Linked DNA regions of Mus musculus: regions 1, 3, 4, 5 and 6 are each linked to region 2. A link is a contact called in public HiCAR-type, HiChIP or PLAC-seq and capture Hi-C data. All regions are on one chromosome and are shown on one strand. Each heading gives the region's core, a stretch centred on a gene start, on an enhancer-like site or on the middle of the called end of the contact. The rest is flanking DNA. Distances are from core to core; before and after follow the strand shown. Region 1 holds the start of Cd2ap (CD2-associated protein). Region 2 holds the start of Mmut (methylmalonyl-Coenzyme A mutase). Region 3 holds the start of Opn5 (opsin 5). Region 4 holds the start of Ptchd4 (patched domain containing 4). Region 5 has its middle 10 kb from the start of Adgrf2. Region 6 overlaps Opn5 (opsin 5).

Region 1 (2,978 bases), core at 195-2,694, 1.9 Mb after region 2:
AAGAATTGTATACTTAATTTTAGCTTTTCATCCCAATCAGTTAAGCTAGCTTTTGATGCTTTAGAATAAGCCTGCAATTACCCCGTAAACTCAACTAATCAAGTGGAAAGGAATTCATTTCAAAGTCCCTAACAGCAAATGTTTGTCTCCTGAGTCAAAAAGCACTTGGTGTATAAAAGGTACACAAAGCAGGAGGGAAGCGGAGGGAGAATAAAATTAGAAGCTCTAAGAAAACAGAATAGCCAGTGTCTGTAAACACTAGCTAAATTTGTCTCCCACAAAACAAAGTGTGGGCACGGGGTGCCACATCAGCAGAGCTCCTGTTTTTGTTGGGCTTCTAAATCATCCGCTAGTTTCCTGAATTATTAATTTCAGTAATGGTTTTAAGCAGCATCGACTCTGGAGTGAGAACGTGATAATGTCTTTCTGATTTATACCACAAAACCAAATACTGGTCTTACACTTTTTGCCTTGTGGTAACACCAAGCTGGGGGCGGGGGGGCGGGGGAGAAACATACTTTTACTTTACTTTTAAATTATAACCATTCGAGGGAGCTCGTGTCTAGCCCAGACGCAACTTATCAAAAGAACTGTTACACCACTGAACAAAACTCCTTTTCAAAGAAGTCCGCTGCGACGCTTGCTCTCTCTCTCTCTGACTCCAAACGAAAACCTGAAGAACGCACAGAAAAACAACCTTGTGGCCCCGGTACTTTTGCTCGCCTCCAAGAAGGAAGTCTCCCTCCAAACAGGAAACAGCAAACAGCTCCTCCAGAGGTTCCAACTGGGAATCCTAGAATAACCGAACCCCTAACCCAGTCCTCAGGAGGAGGAAATTCGCCGCGCTGCTAGGTGCCAACACACCTGACAAGGCAGACGACGAATACCAGGAAAAACGATTTCAAAAAACTGACCCACGAAAAGAGGAAGGGGAGAGAAGTCACAAATCACTGCCAAAAAGCCCAGCCGATCGCAAAGAGAATTAAGTTTCTTCCTGTGCTTCCAATTCTCTATGACAAAATGTCTGTGTGTGTGTGTGTGTGTGTGTGTGTGTGTGTGTGTGTGTGTGTGCGCGTGCATAGTAGATGTGGGGGTGTGAGTGCATTCTTTTTTAAACCAATCTGTACCAAGCCACCGAGTAGCAGAGCTGCAAGTGCCACTTTCTCAAGTTCGCGATCGCCCTCCCCCATGGAAGTCAGGGGCTCCCAGAGGGCGCAGGGCAACGGGTCACGGGTTCGAGCCCCGCTGTCCCGCACAAGGACCGACGAGGGGAGAGCCCGATTGGAGCCGACCCGCGTGCGAGGAGCCCAGTGGCCGGCGCGGTAGTGCTTACCCATGCTGCGGCTCTGGCGGGGAGAGCGCGGCCCCGCGGCCCCTTCTGTGCACCGGCTCAGGCGCGGCGGGGAAGCGACTCCATCCGCCCGCGGCGCGCTTGGCCGCTCCTCACGCCCGGCCTCGGCCGCAGCCCCGGCAGGCGGGGGTGGGAGGGGGGGTGGAGAACGGGGTCCGCGCCTGAGCACAGGGCGCACTCAGCCACGCTCCCGGGCCGCTTCCGCTCGCAGCTGGCTGAGGCACTTGGCGGGGTCTCGCACGGTCAGCCCGCACCCGCTCCCTCGGAGGCGGAGCGCGCCACGCTCGAGAACGCGGTGGCAAGCCACGGGCCCAGTGTGAAGAGAGTCGGGACCCGGCTGGGGCGAAATCTCGCGAGAACGATCTGGGATTCCCGGCCACGCCCCCTGCGGCCCCCGCGCGCGCCACCCAGGCTCCGGCAGCTGGTGCCAGGTGCGGTGACGTCACGCGGGGGCGCGCGCCACCATCCTCCAGGTGTGGCGGGCTGCGGGCACTTGGTCTCCCTGGGGTGTACGACACAGCTGGCTGCCCGGCCCATACAGATACCAAAGGGGTTCTGCAAAATGAGCCCCGGTTACCCCACTTTCTTTTTTCTTTCTTTTTTATTTATTTTTTTTTTTTGCAAAGGTGTCGCTTGTGAGAGATCTAAAAGAGAACAGCTATGGGAGCGAGAACTTCGAAGTTCAAGGCGGGGTCCCCTTCCCCCCCCCGCAAATGTGGGGACCCCACAGTTCACCTACAGAGTTCCCTGCGGGTCAAAAGCAATGTTTTTCTTTGGGGTGGGTGAGAAACGCAGTGAATTTTTCATAGGCATACATTATTGTATTCCTTGAGTCTCTTGTTGGCCAAAGATGACTTCCTACACCCTCTTTTGAAATAGAAATCGTTCTAAATTAGGCATCGTGGTTTGAAACATTGCCAGGCATTATTTTTTTTTTCCTCTAGAGTCAATATGAAGGCCGGCGTAGGATTATTGTAATCAAACACGAGCTTTCTTCAACTTATTGACAAATTTAATTAATATGACCTTAATTTTCCTCCCCTCCTATTTGAAAAAGTCAACTTCAAGGCCTGAGCAAGTATGGGGGAGCAACGTGTTGACTGCCAACTATTGTGCCTAGTGTTGGTTTTTTGTTTTTTTTTTTTTTTTCAAGAAATTACGCCTTTGAATTCTCACAGCTACCGGACACTTAAACTGCTTTGCCCGTTGGAACCAGGCCGACTTGGGTCTCTGAAACTCAGCTCTGCCGTTTATTTTTTTGTAGGTCCCTGGGTGAATGAACCTGACTGGAGCTTTAGCAGTTAATGTGTTAAAAGAAATGTTTATTTACAGTGTAGAACAAGAGTAGAGACTTTGTAAATAGCCATTCCCACTCCCTCCTATAGCCCCGCTTTGAGCATCTTTCACTACTCCTAAAAAGATTGCCAATGGTGAATTCTGAAGCAAAACTTGTAGAAACAAGTGGATAAAACAGTTGCAATTAGTTCTGTGCAAGAAGAAACAAGGAAAACATTTCATTTGCACAAATAAACAAGATGTCAGCAGGGTATCACTGAACTCACTTGCCTTGTATTAGTCAAAGACTATTTATTGAGCAATACGTTCATTGTCTCCTCCCAAGCAAAGA
Region 2 (3,054 bases), core at 176-2,675:
TTGAAAAGAGTACATAAATTTTTAAAAAATTTATTCTTCTCTCATGCAATACATCTGACCATAGTTTCCTCTCCCACTCCTCAAGTCATGGGTCCCTTTTCTTTCCCCAAACCACTGCTTCTGCGTTTCCTTTCATAAAACAACAGGGCTCCCAGCGACATCAACCAAACATGAGGTAATAAGATGTAATCAGACTAGGCACAAACCATCATATCAAGGCTGGATAATGCAACCCAGAAATGAGGAAAAGGGTCTTCCAAGAGATGGCAAAAGAGCAGGAGATTCTCCTACTCCAACCTTTAGGAATCCCCCCAAAACACCAAGCTAAACAACATATATGGCAGGATGTAATACAGAAAACGCCTACATTGAATCATGAGACAGACATTGTAAGTATCGAAACCAGGGTCATGATTTCTACCTGTTGGGACCACTCAACTTGTGTTAATTTAAAAAAAAAAAAAGAAAGAAAGAAAGAAAGAAAAGAAAAGAAAAATTAAGATAGAAGATAAAAATTCCTTACTGTTCCCAGATCCACAGGAAATCATAGCTTAACAGTGGGTTGGTAGACACCGCTATGACTACAATTATTATGTATGAGATATACTAAATGCAATCAAATGACTTGTGGGCAGCTGTGGGGATATCTTTGGATTAATTAGCCAAGACGAAGAGAAATAAAGTGCTTAAATGAAACCAGCGTAAAGTCGGACGGCGTGACAGCTCAAAGAACATTTTTTTTTTTTTCTTTATGAATCAGCCCGTTCAGACTAGATCGAATCCTTATGGGAGGAGTGGAAAAAGGCGCTCCGCTTCGGTTTGCTTGTTGTTTTCTTGGCCGGTTTACTGAAACTAGTTTAAACCGACTTATCTCAACTTAAGCTGTTCATCTGCGAACCACTAACGAGAGTGAACTTGGGCTACTCTGTCCGTCGCTCCAGGACGAGGTACAGAGATTCAGGAACCAAGACCGGGAGGGTCAGGGGGACTAGAGAGGGAAGATCAATATTTTCACTCCACTCTGGGGTTATCTCAAACAGTTGCCCTAAATGGCAGAGACCTATTCAGACATTAGACATTGCCCCTTAAAAACAAAACAAAACAAAACAAAACGGAGTTTTACCACAAACGCGTGAGGCTCAAATTATCCCCTGGATCTGTCAGCCGCTTTATCGCTTCCTCGACTCTTCACAGTTGCTTCACGGATTCAAAAGGCGCGCTTCTGACTTAATCCGCCCAAACAACCGGAAAAGACGGAGAACTTCCAGGATCTGGGAACCGGAAGCGTCAGTGAGGAACGCAAACACACTTGTGTAGAGAAGGCCGGCCTGCGGAGCGTATGTCTTTACGTCATCAGACGCGCGCCCGCAATGTCCGGATTGGATTGGCTAATCCGAGGGCGGTGTTGGCTACGCCCCCTGATTTGATTGGCTGCCGAGCTCCTGCGGCGAGCGGGTGTGACCCCGGCGTCTGGGTTCGGTTCTGAAGTCCGGGCTTGGTCCGGGTGATCCCCAAACACTGTGAGTAAGCCCGTGCGCTGTGGAGCACGTCAGGCTTGCAGGATTCTTCTCTTATTGGCTTCATCTGCTCCACCTATCTATCTTGCTGTCCTTTCCTTCTTCTTCACGGATTTTCTGTGATAGGAAGCCGCCCCTGCTTGCTCCTGAAATATAGATGGTGACTGACTGGGTTCTCATTTCCCGCCAGGCTGGTGGAATTCGGAGGTCACCGCTGCAAAATGCCTTTCAACAGCGTGCTAGTCTTGTCGCTGTGCGTCCCTGGTTTCCCACGCACGCGCAGAGCAGAGGTTACTTGTTAGAGGTTCACAAGCTCATGTGGTTTCTAGGGTGTTTTTGCTAGAGGTAGTAAGACAGAAAGTTAGGTGACAGAAGGAAAAGATGAAAAGGAAAGGCGCGTCTAACCTGATTTAAAAAACAAAACAAAACACATAGCCTAACTTCTCCGTTTTGCCATTGAGAGCGTGACACATGCGTGTAATTTTCAACCGCCTGCTGATTTTCTTCCAACATAGTTTTGTGCTTAGTTATTTTTTAGGCCAGTCGTTCTCAACCCTCTTAATGCCAAGACCCTTCAGTACAGTGGTGACCCCCAACCATAAAATTATTTTTGTTGCTACATTGTAACTGTAATTTTGACACTTTTATGAATCGTAAATTGAATATTTTTGAAGATGGAGGTTTGCCAAGGAGTTATGACCCACAGGTTGAGAACAGTTGCTTTGGGCTAACAGTTCCTTTATGCTGTTAATTTTCTTGCCTTGTATAGTCACCACCTATGTATATTGAACAGTGTGAGGGGCTAGCTCTTCTGAGGTGTTACTATAACTTTCAAATTAATTACAAAATATTTAGAGAAAGCTCACAACAACAGTAATTGCACAGAGTGCTAGTTTCCACAGACATAATACATCATGTAATTTATGTCCAATAAAGGCTTCCTTTTTCTTTTCTGTGCTGTCATAAATGAATACTCCAGTAAGTTTCAATATGGAATATAGTAGTTCCATTCAATTCATTCGTTTGTTTATATTGTAACACACGTATTCTAACTGTGGATGTTTATGTTTCAGATTCTCTAATGCAAATAAACAGCAGAGAATTCCTATTCTATCTCTCACAATAGAAGCCTTCCCAGAATGGATGTTACCCAGTTTAAGGGGCTAGCATATCTGAGACGTTTCCTGTTTTGAAAGTTTACATTGTAAAGTAATTAGAACAGTATTGCGATGAGTGGCTTATGCGGCTTGTTTGGTGATCCATAATAAGTATTCAATAGTCATCAAGGCTTCACTAAGTTGATAGGTCAGAAATTATATGAAAAATAGAGTTTTAAACTCCCACTGTCCAATGCTGTGTAAAGCACCTGGCTAGGCAGCTGTATTAAAGAAATCTGTATCTGATTTTCTTTTTTTCTTTTTTACAAAATCTTAAGGCTCTACATGTTGAGGTTGTGTGATACTTAAGTATCAAGTAATTGAGGCAGTTTGCTGCTTTCTGTGTGGGTAAATGGCAAGTGCAGTGAACTATGATTTTC
Region 3 (2,903 bases), core at 219-2,718, 1.7 Mb after region 2:
GAGGGATCTATGGAACATTCTAGTGTGTTTTTTTTTCCAATTTCAGGAATTACATGAAATTCTTCACCAGTCATAAACAGATGAGAGAGGGAGGGGAAGAGAAAAAGGGAGGGAGGGAGAGTGGAAGAAACAAAGAAAGGAGGGAGAGAAAGAAAGGTTGAGAAAGCAGGCTGGAACCAACATCTGAAATATTAAAGACACATAAACCTAAAGATAGAACCCACCTGCACGCAGCTCACCCAAATTTAATATAGCAACTTTAAATTAAAGAAATGTGGTAAATATTTAAAGACAGTGCTACAATTTAGCCCTGGCTGGCCCGGAATTTTATGTAGACCAGTTTGGCCTGGAGTTCATAGAGATCTGCCTGCCTCTGACTCTCAAATGCTAGGGTTAAAAAACATGCCACCACGCCCAGACAAAATGTCATTGGTGCAAAATTGCATTGTGCAATTCAGTAGAAATATAAACCAGAAATGTGAGCTATACATATGTTGCTGGGTTTTTTTTCTGGTAGCCACATTAAGCAGCATAAAAGCACAAAAGAAAATTAGTTTTAATAATTTAATACTTAATCTACTAATCCATAAATTATGTATAAATCTAATCCATAAACTCATAATCCAGAAATTATGAGTTCAATGGACATTTCATATTTCAAAATATCAGTAAGATGTTTGTACATTATTTTCCAAGTACTAAGCCTTCAATAGGAGGCGTGCATTTTCACTACAATCTGCTCATTTGAAAGGTAACAGTTTGTCCACTCAGGAGCCATGGGTGGCTGCCAGTTTGAACAATACAGTCTAACATAAGGCAGATTCAACCCTGTGTGAGTTATACACAAAAACTCTTTTCACCAAAGTGTGGAATTTCATTGATCACCAGAATAATTTTTATCTTCATAGGACTGAGGTGCAACTTATAAAGCAGTGTTCACTGTCACTGTTATATTGGGCCAGAGTTCCCTCATTTATGAGAAAATGAAGCTAAAGTAGATGGTGTCTAAGAGCCATTCTTTTTAAAACAGAAAAATTATCAATTATCACTCTTTTGATAGCCAGAAATCAAACCTAGTAATCAAGTGACCAAATGAAGTAGCTTTGAGATAAAGAATTCACTATGAATGTTCTTTGGATTATTAATAGAATATTTATCCCTAATGAGAGCAACAGTCATTTTTTTATGAAACATTGATTGACTGTCACAATGCCAATTCACCTTCTCCACCTCTGCTAATACCCACGTACTTATCAGAATCATTTGTGCAAAATCAATACAGCCTATGAATTCTCTCAATGCAGCCTCTGACACAGAAGCATTAAGGAAGCTTACCGATTATTGTTAGGTAAAAGCCAGCCACTAAATCCGCTTCCCAGGAAAGTTTGGAAGCAAAAGGGTCCTCGTCTCGAAGATAGTGGGGCAGGCGCTCATCCTGAGGTAGGGCAGTGTGGTTCAAGGCCATGCTGGTCTCACACCCCCCAGGAGTCTGTGAAGCAAATCAGCAGAGATCTCAACAGACGGAATAACAAGTCCGTGAATCCGCTCACAAATGCATCTCTTTCCATAAAACAAAAGGCAAACTCCAGGGTCCCACAGGTGATTGGTACCTAGTGGAGAGATGTTCACCGTTGTTTTGTTTTGTTTTGTTTTTTTCTTAAATGACGTAAATACACCAACACGCAGTTGTTCAATTTGCAGTCTAGACAAGCCTGCATCTTCTCCTCAGGCTGCCTCTGCGGCTTTTCACACCTCCCCCAGTGAATAAAAGGTTGAAAACTAGTTTGTCCTATTGCTCCCTAGCAAACTTTGTAGAGCTCTGACGTAAGAAAACCCACAGTGAGAAATGTGGACACTGCACACTGACTTGCCAGAACACAGCATCCCAAGATAGCCCAAGCTTTCTCCATTCTTAACAGGCATGGTGAGCTAAGGAAAGAAAGAGTGTTCAGGGCACACGGACATGGACACTTCATGAAATGAAGCTAAGAGGTCAGAGATTGACAGGGTTAACCTAAGATTTAAGGCTGTTGATGAGTGGGGAAGGGGAGGGGCACACCAGCTTCCATCCATAGCTAAGGAGCAGTTATCTGCTTCGATAGGAAGGAGAGTCAGTTTTCTTTGGGGATGTGGCCTCTGGTAGGTTAATTATGGTCCAGTAAGTGGTCCTGCAACTTAAACTCAACACAATGGGCAACACAAATTAGACTTAGTGTGTTTAAAAAAAATGAAAAAATTCTCAAAGAATAAATGTTTGTGTGTGTGTGTGTGTTTGTGTCTGTGTCTGTGTGTATGTATGTATATAACTAAGGGCTGGGGGCTGGGAAGATGGCTCAGTGGATAAGAACACTGGCTGCTCTTCCATAGGTCCTGAGTTCAATTCCCAACAACTACATAACCAATCAATCCGTCGTGGGATCCAATGCCTTTGTCTGGTGTGTTTGAAGAGAACAACAGCGTACTCGCGTGCATAAAATAAATAAACAAATCTTTTTTAAAAAATAATTAAGGACTGGAGAGCTGTATCAGTGACTAAGAGAACACAACATGCTTACAGAGGAGCTGAGTTTGCCCCAGAACCCAGACTGGGTGGCTCACAGCCACCTGTATCTACAGCTCCAGGAGGGTCTGGCACCTCTGACTTTAGGCATTGGCACTTACCACACACACACACACATACACACACACCACAGAGAGACACTCACACACATGCATGCACAGATAAATATGCAGACACACATGCATACAGAGACACAGTCACACATGTACACACAGGATATACACACATACATAGGTACACCCATGTACGAATACATATACTCACACACTCACAGAGACATACTCACACATAGATATACACAGATACACACAGAGACACACTCATACATACACAGAAAGACACA
Region 4 (2,928 bases), core at 327-2,826, 1.4 Mb after region 2:
TACAAAGCATCCATTGAGACTCTGTCTTCTTTATGGAAGTCATTCTGAACTGGGAAAATGAGTTCACAATCAAATTGCACAATTTGTTCTCAGGATTTCTTCGTCTCCTTTTTGTCTACTTTGCTTTGTATTTTTTTCCCACACAGGAAATTATGAATACCCCAGCAGGTTTAAAATTGCACACGCATGTTTGAAATCGATCTGGTCTGCTGGTGGGAGTTCCTGGCCTGCACACTTTGGGGCATGTGGGAGTTTTCTTTCTCTATGGTGGACACTGACTTGTTTTCTGCCAGATCTGCAGTATGTTGCCCCCCTGCTTACCTAGCTCCCTTTCTTTGGGCAAAACTGTCCACTGTGTCTGACAGAAGAGAATTAGCCTCAACTCTATGTCCTGAAGTGTCTGTGGTACGTGGACAGGGGTGTGGTAGGAGTTGAGCAGGGAGCGAGGGAATGGAGCAGGGGATGAGATACAGAGAGGAGGCGGAAGCCAGTGTTAGGTCCTGAATCCTCAAAGAACATGTGTGTAACACTTAGGAAGAAGCCACATTGCCTGGCACAAACACACACACACACACACACACACACACACACACACACACACACACACACACAAACACCAACCAAGTGTTTCCTTCCCAACCTCCAGAGCAAGAAAGCAATCCAGAGAGACCCAGGCTCCAGTGTAGTCTGGGATCTCTGGCAGGCCTCAGCTCAGGGGACCAGTGTGTGGCCAGGCAGCCTGGAAAGTGTTGCAAGGAAAGCCCTCGCATGCTTTGTGGAATGTTAAAAATGCAGCATCATCCTCTCTGCTCCCTTTTCTTTGGCCAAAAGACAGAATTCGAGGGCACGGGGCATTAAGAGGAGCTTGAAATCTGCCCCCTGGAGGAGGCGTGGAGCCACTCCCTCCTAGGTTCTGATGGCCCCTGCTCCAATGGGCCAGCAGCGCCTTCACCCTTTACGTCTCCCATTCATTCCAGCCCGGAGGACAAGGAAAACAAAACTCTAAAAATAACTGTCAGCATCTTAAAAAGAGAAAAGCTTTGCTGCCACCACCACTACCCCCCTTCTTCTACTCCCGCCCTCTCTCCGCGCCACGGGGCACATGTCTGCTTCTTACAACACCGCGAGGCACATGGTCCCAGTTAGACACCGAACCCCATCGAGACCGAGAGGAAATCCACATCTGTGGGACGCTCGGCACAGAACCGCCACCTCCAGCGAGGGAAGCCGGGGGACTGCAGCAGCGACATGAAAAAGGGCTAGAGCGAGTGGACGCGGCTCATGCGGTGAGAGGCAGCGCGCGCGGCCAGCCAGGGCGCGGGGAGGCCGGGGACACCGGGGGAGGGAGGGCGCCACTCCCCGCAGCGCCCGCCGTCCGGCCCCCACGCGCGCTCCCGAGACTTGCCGGCCTTGCTGCAACTTGCTGCAGTGTTTGAAAGAGTAGTAAGAGCGCATGGAGGTGGGGCCCGGGGAAGACCGGGCGGAGCGGTTGCGGGGTGTGCGCGGGGAGGGGGCGGGGAGGAGGCGGCAGCAGAGGGGGGTGACGGAGGGGGTGTTGATCCCTTGAGGGAATGGGATGGGGGAGAGAGGGGTAGCCCCAGCGCTTACACATGTCACATGTGCTTTTTAAGACGGCCGGGAGCGCCTGCGAGCTGGATCTGGTGGAGGATGCTGCGGCAGGTGCTTCGCAGAGGGCTCCAGTCATTCTGCCACAGGCTGGGCTTATGCGTGAGCCGGCACCCGGTCTTTTTCCTCACCGTGCCGGCAGTCCTGACCATCACCTTCGGCCTCAGCGCGCTCAACCGCTTCCAGACCGAGGGCGACCTGGAGCGCCTGGTTGCTCCCAGCCACAGCCTGGCCAAGATCGAGCGCAGCCTAGCCAGCAGCCTTTTCCCCCTGGACCAGTCCAAAAGCCAGCTCTATTCGGACTTACACACCCCTGGGAGGTATGGCAGGGTGATCCTCCTCTCCTCACCCGGGGACAATATTTTGCTCCAGGCTGAGGGGATTCTGCAGACCCACCGAGCCGTGATGGAAATGAAGGTGAACCACAAGGGCTATAATTATACTTTTTCCCATCTGTGTGTGTTGAGAAATCAGGATAAGAAATGCGTGCTGGATGATATTATTTCAGTGCTAGAGGATCTCAGGCAGGCTGCCGTCTCCAATAAGACAACAGCCAGGGTGCAAGTAAGGTATCCCAACACTAAATTAAAGGTATGCTCTTCCTGCATGCTTCAGCCACTTAAAAGAGGCGGCACTTCATTTCTTGCCCTAAACAAGCAAAGAAAATGCAGAGGTCTCATCCTTAAGACTCAGAAGCTAAGGCTTCTTTCATTTCTGGAGGGGTGGAACGGACATGATGGGCAACTGAGCAAAGAAAATGGGCAATGAATAGCATAACTAGATAAGAAGAAATTCAAAGCCAAATCAAATGCCAAAAAAAAAAGAAAAAAAAGAAAAAAAAAAGAAAAAGAAAAAGAAAAGTTTCTGAGACCCTGCAGTTACATCTTTGTTCAGGGTTAATAAATCTGTGGATGGAAGGGGGAGGGGGGGTCCTGAACAACTGGGGGATTTCTTTTCATATCGGGGCTCAATGTATTTCTTATTACTGATTACACATCCACCTGGTATCATCTCCACCTTTTTGCATCTTCAGCCTGGCTTGATTTTTGACTGGGACGGTCATGGAATTTTGCTGCCCTATGGTTATGTCTGTGGGTTATGAATGTGTCAGGGATTCCAGGAACTCTCTCTCTCTGTGTGTGTGTGTGTGTGTGTGTGTGTGTGTGTGTGTGTGTGCATAGCAAAGGCAGTGAGGGTTTTCTATGAATCTGAAGAGGGATACCTGTTTAATGGATACTTTAGTTTACTTAGTATGCCCTTCCTTTCCCATGAAACATCCCAAACCCAAAGAAGATCGATTAT
Region 5 (3,085 bases), core at 463-2,962, 1.8 Mb after region 2:
TACTATATTTCATCTGGGCTGCTCTTAACTCCAATTGGTCAGCCCTCAGGGCCACATTTGCATGGCTCACCTAACCCATGGCAGCTTCTCTCCTCCATTCACCTTCTTCTGCCCCAACCCTTGTGACTCTCCTCCAACCCCAAGCCCGGGAATCCTAAATCTCACCTATGTCTCTTTTGCCCAACTCTTAGCTGTCAACGCCTTTATCGACCAATCAGCAATAACTGAGGGCAAGGTCACAGTGTCACTTGGGTCTACATTCAGATTCTCTCATCTCTGAGACAGCCAGGTCTTGGAGCCTCAATATTAGCATTAGAATACAAGCAGCATCAGGCCAACCCACTACACAGGTCAACAAAAAAGCCCGTAACCCATGGGCTCTTAGTAGACAATTACGCAAACAATAACATCCCATCATCTAAGACACATCTTGTGAGCTCAGTACTAGACGCCTATCAGCAAAAGTGATTGGCAAAGAAACTGAGTCATTTCTTGTTTCCTGAGAAGTCAGCGTACAAGAGCAAGTCTGATGTTGCTAACTGAGCTCCTATGGAACTTTCAAGAGCAGTAAGCTCCTTACTTCCTAGGAGAGTCAGGTATTAATTATAGAGCCCGCAGGGGCATGAAAAGACCTTGCTTAGTTATTGAAAACTTTGCTAATCTTAACTTTGCCTTCAAACCCATAAATCTCCCCTTTTAAATCCAAACCTGGAATAAATGCCTTCCCGGTATCTACATAAGGCATTGAACACCACAGAGATGAAATTAGAGGATGGATCTGCCTACATCCTCCCTTACTTGCTGATTGGCTTTAATAAAGATCTCACTGTCAATGGATACGCAGAAAGAGGAGAGCAGAACTTCCCGGCTGAGAAAGGGTCTCTGGGAGAAGAAACAGAAGGCGGAGATTCAAGCTGGGGAGATGAGCAGATAATTCAGAGCAAGGAGAGAGGCAGACATGGCCATGTGGCAGGACGCAGGCCAGAATGGGTTGTGTGAAGAAGATGAGCTAGCTGGGATAAAGGCCTAAGCTTTTAAAATAATATGAGTCTCTGTGTCATTATTTATACAGCTGGCGTGTCAGTGAAAGTCACGTTATAACACCCTCTACCAGAACCTGCCACTAACGCTAACCCACTTGTTGCATCTCCCACTCTGGCACCTTTCAGCCACTGTCACTTGTATCCCAAGACCTCACCTCTCATGTTACTGTGCTTACTGTTGCTAGTCATCGGGTTCTCTGCATAGGAGAAGTTTGGTGTTTGGTTTCTTTGACCAGTGACTACACTGTTCTTCAATAGGTAATGCTGCTTCTCTGGTTGTCAAGGGGTCTGGATCATCTTGTATTGCAGGGCTTTCAAAAATCCCAATTGAGACTGAATAATAAAGACACAGAGATGTCTATATCGTTTAAACCCATTGGCCTGTTTGCTGGGCAGTCTTTCAGGCAACTTGGGATTTAACCGGGCTTCCCCATTTTGTCCCTAAAAGTGGTTCTCACTGCTCTATGTCCCAGCCTGCCCCTGGTCCAGTCTTCCCCAGCTCCTGCTGCCAGCTCTTTATTACGCAAAAAGTCATACTCCTTACTCAACAAATTGGCCTTTTTCCCAGGGCAGCTTGCCTTTCTTTTTTGAGCAGGTGAAGAAATGACAAACATTTACATATCCTGCTAGCCTGGCTCTGCCAGCCCTGCAATTGACCATTGAGAACACAGGGACACACTTTTTCATAGCCAGTAAGTACAATATTTGTGGGTCATCCTCATAGTCTTGGAGGCAGAGCCAATGACACAGCACAAAGCATCTGTGCAATAGACCCTAAGCATCTACTCCTTAGCCTTGCTTGCTTGCCAAGTCTTTGCTGTGGATGGCAGCAATGGGGCAACAGCCAGTCAAGCTACAATAGCAAGGTCAAGGAACATAGATAACCGAACGCATCATGCAGAGAACAGATAGCCTAGCCATCCTGTTTGTCAGGTAATTTTGCCCCCGAGTTTGGTTCTCATAGATTACACCAGGAATGCAGTTTTAAAAATATTAACTTGCTGACCCCTATGGAAATTCCCCAAGTTTGCTGTAACTACAATAAAAACACTGCTTCCCTAGACTCAGGGCTCTCACTTCTGACCCGCTGCGACATAAAGGTGAGAGTCCTTGTTCTGAGAGCTCTTAATAAAGACCTGTATATGTTTGCATGCGAACTGGCTCCTTGGTGGTCTTTGGAGCCCCAGTGACTTGGGAATAACAATACCATCACTTCTAGTGGAGAATCGAGGAACTTCATGCTCAAATGGAAAGATATGAGGTCTTTAGTCTGCAACACAACACTGATAAGTAAGCCACGTGCAGGCTTCCAGAGGTCTGTGTCCTTGGTCAGCTGAAGTGCTGTTGGCTTTCCTTCATACACTCCTATGGTTGGGGCAGGACTGAGTGTCACAGGACTTAGATTCTTTCTTTTTATTGGAGAATGGTTCACACCTGGTCTCCTTTGTTTGAAAGCTTTGACATGCTATTGTGTGACACTATTCCGGAAACCAATGGCAGAACAAAGTACGGAGACCATCAAGGTCTAACTTGGTGAACCAATGAGTTTATGGGATCTGAGACAGGAGGATTAGGAGACCGGTTTGTTAGAATTTCTTCTAGGCTCTGCCCAGCAGTTACCTAGCAACAACCAGATATGAGCCTGGCTTGCTATTATAAAAGGACTACTTGGCCTCTCCCTCTTCCCCCTTCGCCCCTCTCCCCTTCTCTGTCTCTCCACTTGTTCCTGACCAACCCCTTCCCTTCTCTCTCTCTCCTCTCTCTCTCTCTCTCCCTGTCCTTCTGACTCCTTCTTTCTCTGCCCACACTCCCTTCTCACCCCCTTCTCATGCCTCAAATAAACTTCATTTTATACTAGACTCGTTGTATGGTTGGTACCTCAGAGGGGATGCCCCATCATACCACTGCACTACAAAACATTACCAGGGTTGCTGACAGAAGCAGAAAGGACTCAAAGACACCTGTGTCACTGAACAGCCACTCTAGCATGGGTGATGACTTATGAACACTGGAAACCTGAAGCTTGTACAGACCTTGTAGGC
Region 6 (3,054 bases), core at 549-3,048, 1.6 Mb after region 2:
ACCACACAGAGACTACCAAAGGCTGACCACACAGAGACTACCAAAGGCTGACCACACAGAGACTACCAAAGGCTGACCACACAGAGACTACCAAAGGCTGACCACACAGAGACTACCAAAGGATGACCACACAGAGACTACCAAAGGATGACCACACAGAGACTACCAAAGGCTGACCACACAGAGACTACCAAAGGCTGACCACACAGAGACTACCAAAGGCTGACCACACAGAGACTACCAAAGGCTGACCACACAGAGACTACCAAAGGCTGACCACACAGAGACTACCAAAGGCTGACCACACAGAGACTACCAAAGGCTGACCACACAGAGACTACCAAAGGCTGACCACACAGAGACTACCAAAGGCTGACCACACAGAGACTACCAAAGGCTGACCACACAGAGACTACCAAAGGCTGACCACACAGAGACTACCAAAGGCTGACCACACAGAGACTACCAAAGGCTGACCACACAGAGACTACCAAAGGCTGACCACACAGAGACTACCAAAGGCTGACCACACAGAGACTACCAAAGGCTGACCACACAGAGACTACCAAAGGATGACCACACAGAGACTACCAAAGGATGACCACACAGAGACTACCAAAGGCTGACCACACAGAGACTACCAAAGGCTGACCACACAGAGACTACCAAAGGCTGACCACACAGAGACTACCAAAGGCTGACCACACAGAGACTACCAAAGGCTGACCACACAGAGACTACCAAAGGCTGACCACACAGAGACTACCAAAGGATGACCACACAGAGACTACCAAAAGCTGACCACACAGAGACTACCAAAAGCTGACCACACAGAGACTACCGCATAAGGAATCCAGGTAATCATAGTCTTGCATCTCAAGTTGTCGATCTTGTCCCTTTGTCACAGCAACAATGACAATATCGATATTTATTTATAAATTTTATGATTTTTATTTGATCATATATTCATAGGGTAGTAAATTCAAAGTTCAAAAGAGTTGTCACTTGGCCAATGTGAGAGATAAAATTCCAGGTCTTCCTGATCTTTCTCTAATACCTCTTACTAAAGAAAACCAGTGTTGAATAATACCTTGTCACCAAGTAATAATTAAAGAGTAATGGAGACCCTGAAACCTCTACCTCCTTAGCCAAGACAATGATTTGAGATGCATTTTCTACTTTTTACCCAAAGATAGGCAACTCATGGACACAGAAGACCTCCCCACCACTACTGGCCCAGCTCTTTCCTCGCTCTGAGTATTGGACCTTTAGGGGGAAAAAAAGTTCTGAAGTCTCAAACTCTTGTACACTGTGCATCAAAAACAGTATAGACTTTTTGAAAAGCTAGTATTTAAGTAACAATTCCTACCCTACTGTCTTTGGGCTATATAAATAAGAGCGGCTTCTCCAATCTTACCCTTACTTAAACCTGTTTCTTCATCTAATACAGAGAAAGAACAGCTTCTATCTTTCAGAATATAACTAAAAGAACCAGGCAGAGGTGATAAAGAGAGAGGAATGGCTTCATTGCCCTTCACTCTCACTTCTGCTTGAGTCCTTGCATTTTCTAGCCAAGAGTTCTGATGACCCAAACAACAGTGGCAAATAATTCCTTCACATGAATTTATTGTTGAATCAGTGCCACATAGAACAGCATTCTTGGACTGATATGGATTTAATATCCAAGAAGGAAGTCCACAACCAGTAAATATGCACAAAATGGCATCCTGGCTGCTCTAGGATCAAAACCAGAATGCTGTTCTCAATATCTGGCCATCATCCAACCCATACATATCTGATGACTTGGCTTCCGGTATTTTTATGAATGTAAAACAGAAACCTCCTAACCCAGCTACTTAGGAATTTAGTTCTAAGCCAAGTGTTTACTTAAATCACCACAGCATTTTAAGACAAAGAAACATAATTACGTTCTAGCTTCAGAATTTTACCTAAAGTCTTCCAAAGATTTCTTCTTCGTTCCTCTCAAACCACCAGCCTGGCAACAGGCAAATCTGTAATCAATGACCTGGTAGATGATTGGATTGTACATCGCTGCTGATTTTGCAAGGAGTGTGGGCACCACGGAGAGCTGTATGGGGATGGAGTCTGGCCTTCCAAAAGCTGACCACACAGAGACGACCGCATAAGGAATCCAGGCAATCAGGAAACCAGCACAAATCAGCATTGCCACCTGGCACAGGGAAAGGAACAGACAGCAGGATCAAGAGAATTCATAAGCAATCCAGAGTAAGTTACCAGTGTGGAAAAGGAGCAATTCACTCTGAAAACATTCATTTTTGACCACAAGAATTGCTTCCAGTGAACTTCTGAGAACTTGGCACAATTCTTTATCCCATTTACATGGCCTATCCATTCACCACTTTAGAATTTGAATGCACCCAAAACCTCAAACTGTAACCCTGTAATAGCTGTCAGATTTTGCCTACATTTGAAGCACGAGATCATAATAAAAGGATGCCAGTTCTCTTGAGCTTGCCAGAGTTCTCAACCCACAACCACTTAAAGACCTGACAGAAAATAAGTTCATCTTGATGAAATCTTTTGCCTCAGGAAACTGAGAAGTGTTGCCCTGGTTTTAAATTCTAACGTGCATTTTCTTCAAAGATTTCTATGAAATGTTATTTCTTCTCCTCAAGATTTTCACAATTTGAGGTTCATGTTATAGGAATTTCCCAAATATAAAGAAAAAGGAGTTACAGGGCTTCTGACAAAGCAATATGGAAGTGATTTTTCTCTCACAAAATTAGCATCGTAACTGTCAGAACACAGATTGATTGGCAATACAATTTAAAATACCCTCACTGGTTTTCACCATCCCAAACCCAGTCCCTTTAATGATGTAACCCTAACTACTGCCCTATAGCTGCTGATCTTGACAAATTATCTCAGTTCAGGTAAACAAACAGTTTTAGCAAATGCTTTTGGCAAGACATTAAACTGGGCACTATGGGACATCCCAGAATGCTCCTGTTCCTGAGCTGTCTCCTTCTAGAGTACAAACAGTAGCAGATCACAGCTGAATATGGTTTGGGG

The links. HiCAR-type assays count read pairs that join an accessible place to other places. HiChIP or PLAC-seq counts read pairs in DNA pulled down with a chosen protein or histone mark. Capture Hi-C pulls out chosen DNA fragments and counts their contacts.
Region 1: a HiCAR-type map of astrocytes shows a contact between it and region 2, with 12 times the contacts expected there. The contact joins the promoter of Cd2ap here to the promoter of Mmut in region 2. A contact is called at or near these places in 1 of 39 promoter capture datasets (pre-B cells), 5 of 484 Hi-C or Micro-C datasets (B cells, CD4 T cells, CD8 T cells and 2 more), 14 of 115 datasets of contacts at active chromatin or transcription factors (the SCID.adh cell line, astrocytes, cardiomyocytes and 10 more) and 2 of 9 other capture datasets (adipose tissue and pancreatic islet).
Region 3: an H3K4me3 HiChIP or PLAC-seq map of pro-B cells shows a contact between it and region 2, with 11 times the contacts expected there. The contact joins the promoter of Opn5 here to the promoter of Mmut in region 2. A contact is called at or near these places in 10 of 39 promoter capture datasets (the 3T3-L1 cell line, the C10 cell line, the HPC-7 cell line and 6 more), 7 of 484 Hi-C or Micro-C datasets (cerebellum, cerebral cortex, cortical neurons and 3 more), 6 of 115 datasets of contacts at active chromatin or transcription factors (astrocytes, embryonic stem cells, epiblast stem cells and 3 more) and 1 of 9 other capture datasets (adipose tissue).
Region 4: a capture Hi-C map of embryonic stem cells shows a contact between it and region 2, with 8 times the contacts expected there. The contact joins the promoter of Ptchd4 here to the promoter of Mmut in region 2. A contact is called at or near these places in 5 of 39 promoter capture datasets (the 3T3-L1 cell line, cranial neural crest, embryonic stem cells and 1 more), 7 of 115 datasets of contacts at active chromatin or transcription factors (the NIH/3T3 cell line, astrocytes, embryonic stem cells and 2 more) and 1 of 9 other capture datasets (embryonic stem cells).
Region 5: a contact with region 2 is called in an H3K27ac HiChIP or PLAC-seq map of embryonic stem cells, with 11 times the contacts expected there. The contact joins the enhancer-like site here to the promoter of Mmut in region 2. A contact is called at or near these places in 6 of 39 promoter capture datasets (the 3T3-L1 cell line, the C10 cell line, cranial neural crest and 3 more) and 2 of 115 datasets of contacts at active chromatin or transcription factors (embryonic stem cells and stem cell-derived neural progenitor cells).
Region 6: a contact with region 2 is called in an H3K27ac HiChIP or PLAC-seq map of embryonic fibroblasts, with 31 times the contacts expected there. The contact joins the enhancer-like site here to the promoter of Mmut in region 2. A contact is called at or near these places in 10 of 39 promoter capture datasets (the 3T3-L1 cell line, 3T3-L1-derived adipocytes, the C10 cell line and 6 more) and 6 of 115 datasets of contacts at active chromatin or transcription factors (cardiomyocytes, embryonic fibroblasts, embryonic stem cells and 3 more).

The regions. Positions count from the first base shown.
Region 1 is chr17:42,874,980-42,877,957 of GRCm38.p6, forward strand. Cd2ap (CD2-associated protein) reads right to left here and starts at 1,445. Exons shown (of 18, transcript NM_009847.3): 1 at 1,334-1,445. The coding sequence starts at 1,337.
Region 2 is chr17:40,933,260-40,936,313 of GRCm38.p6, forward strand. It overlaps Mmut (methylmalonyl-Coenzyme A mutase), which reads left to right and starts at 1,426. Exons shown (of 13, transcript NM_008650.3): 1 at 1,426-1,520. It overlaps Cenpq (centromere protein Q), which reads right to left and starts at 1,315. Exons shown (of 9, transcript NM_031863.4): 1 at 1,124-1,315.
Region 3 is chr17:42,609,845-42,612,747 of GRCm38.p6, forward strand. Opn5 (opsin 5) reads right to left here and starts at 1,469. Exons shown (of 7, transcript NM_181753.4): 1 at 1,336-1,469. The coding sequence starts at 1,465.
Region 4 is chr17:42,315,024-42,317,951 of GRCm38.p6, forward strand. It overlaps Ptchd4 (patched domain containing 4), which reads left to right and starts at 1,577. Exons shown (of 3, transcript NM_001355270.1): 1 at 1,577-2,217. The coding sequence starts at 1,618.
Region 5 is chr17:42,750,744-42,753,828 of GRCm38.p6, forward strand. It overlaps a transcript of Cd2ap not described here. Among named protein-coding and RNA genes, the nearest start is that of Adgrf2, 10 kb to the left of the region's middle. Within about 2 kb of position 1,713, at least 11 of the 459 cell types and tissues checked have an H3K27ac peak or open chromatin away from gene starts, as enhancers often do.
Region 6 is chr17:42,578,598-42,581,651 of GRCm38.p6, forward strand. Opn5 (opsin 5) reads right to left here. Exons shown (of 7, transcript NM_181753.4): 5 at 1,950-2,191. Among named protein-coding and RNA genes, the nearest start is that of Opn5, 31 kb to the right of the region's middle. Within about 2 kb of position 1,799, at least 26 of the 459 cell types and tissues checked have an H3K27ac peak or open chromatin away from gene starts, as enhancers often do. A contact at or near this core is called in embryonic fibroblasts, where this site is marked.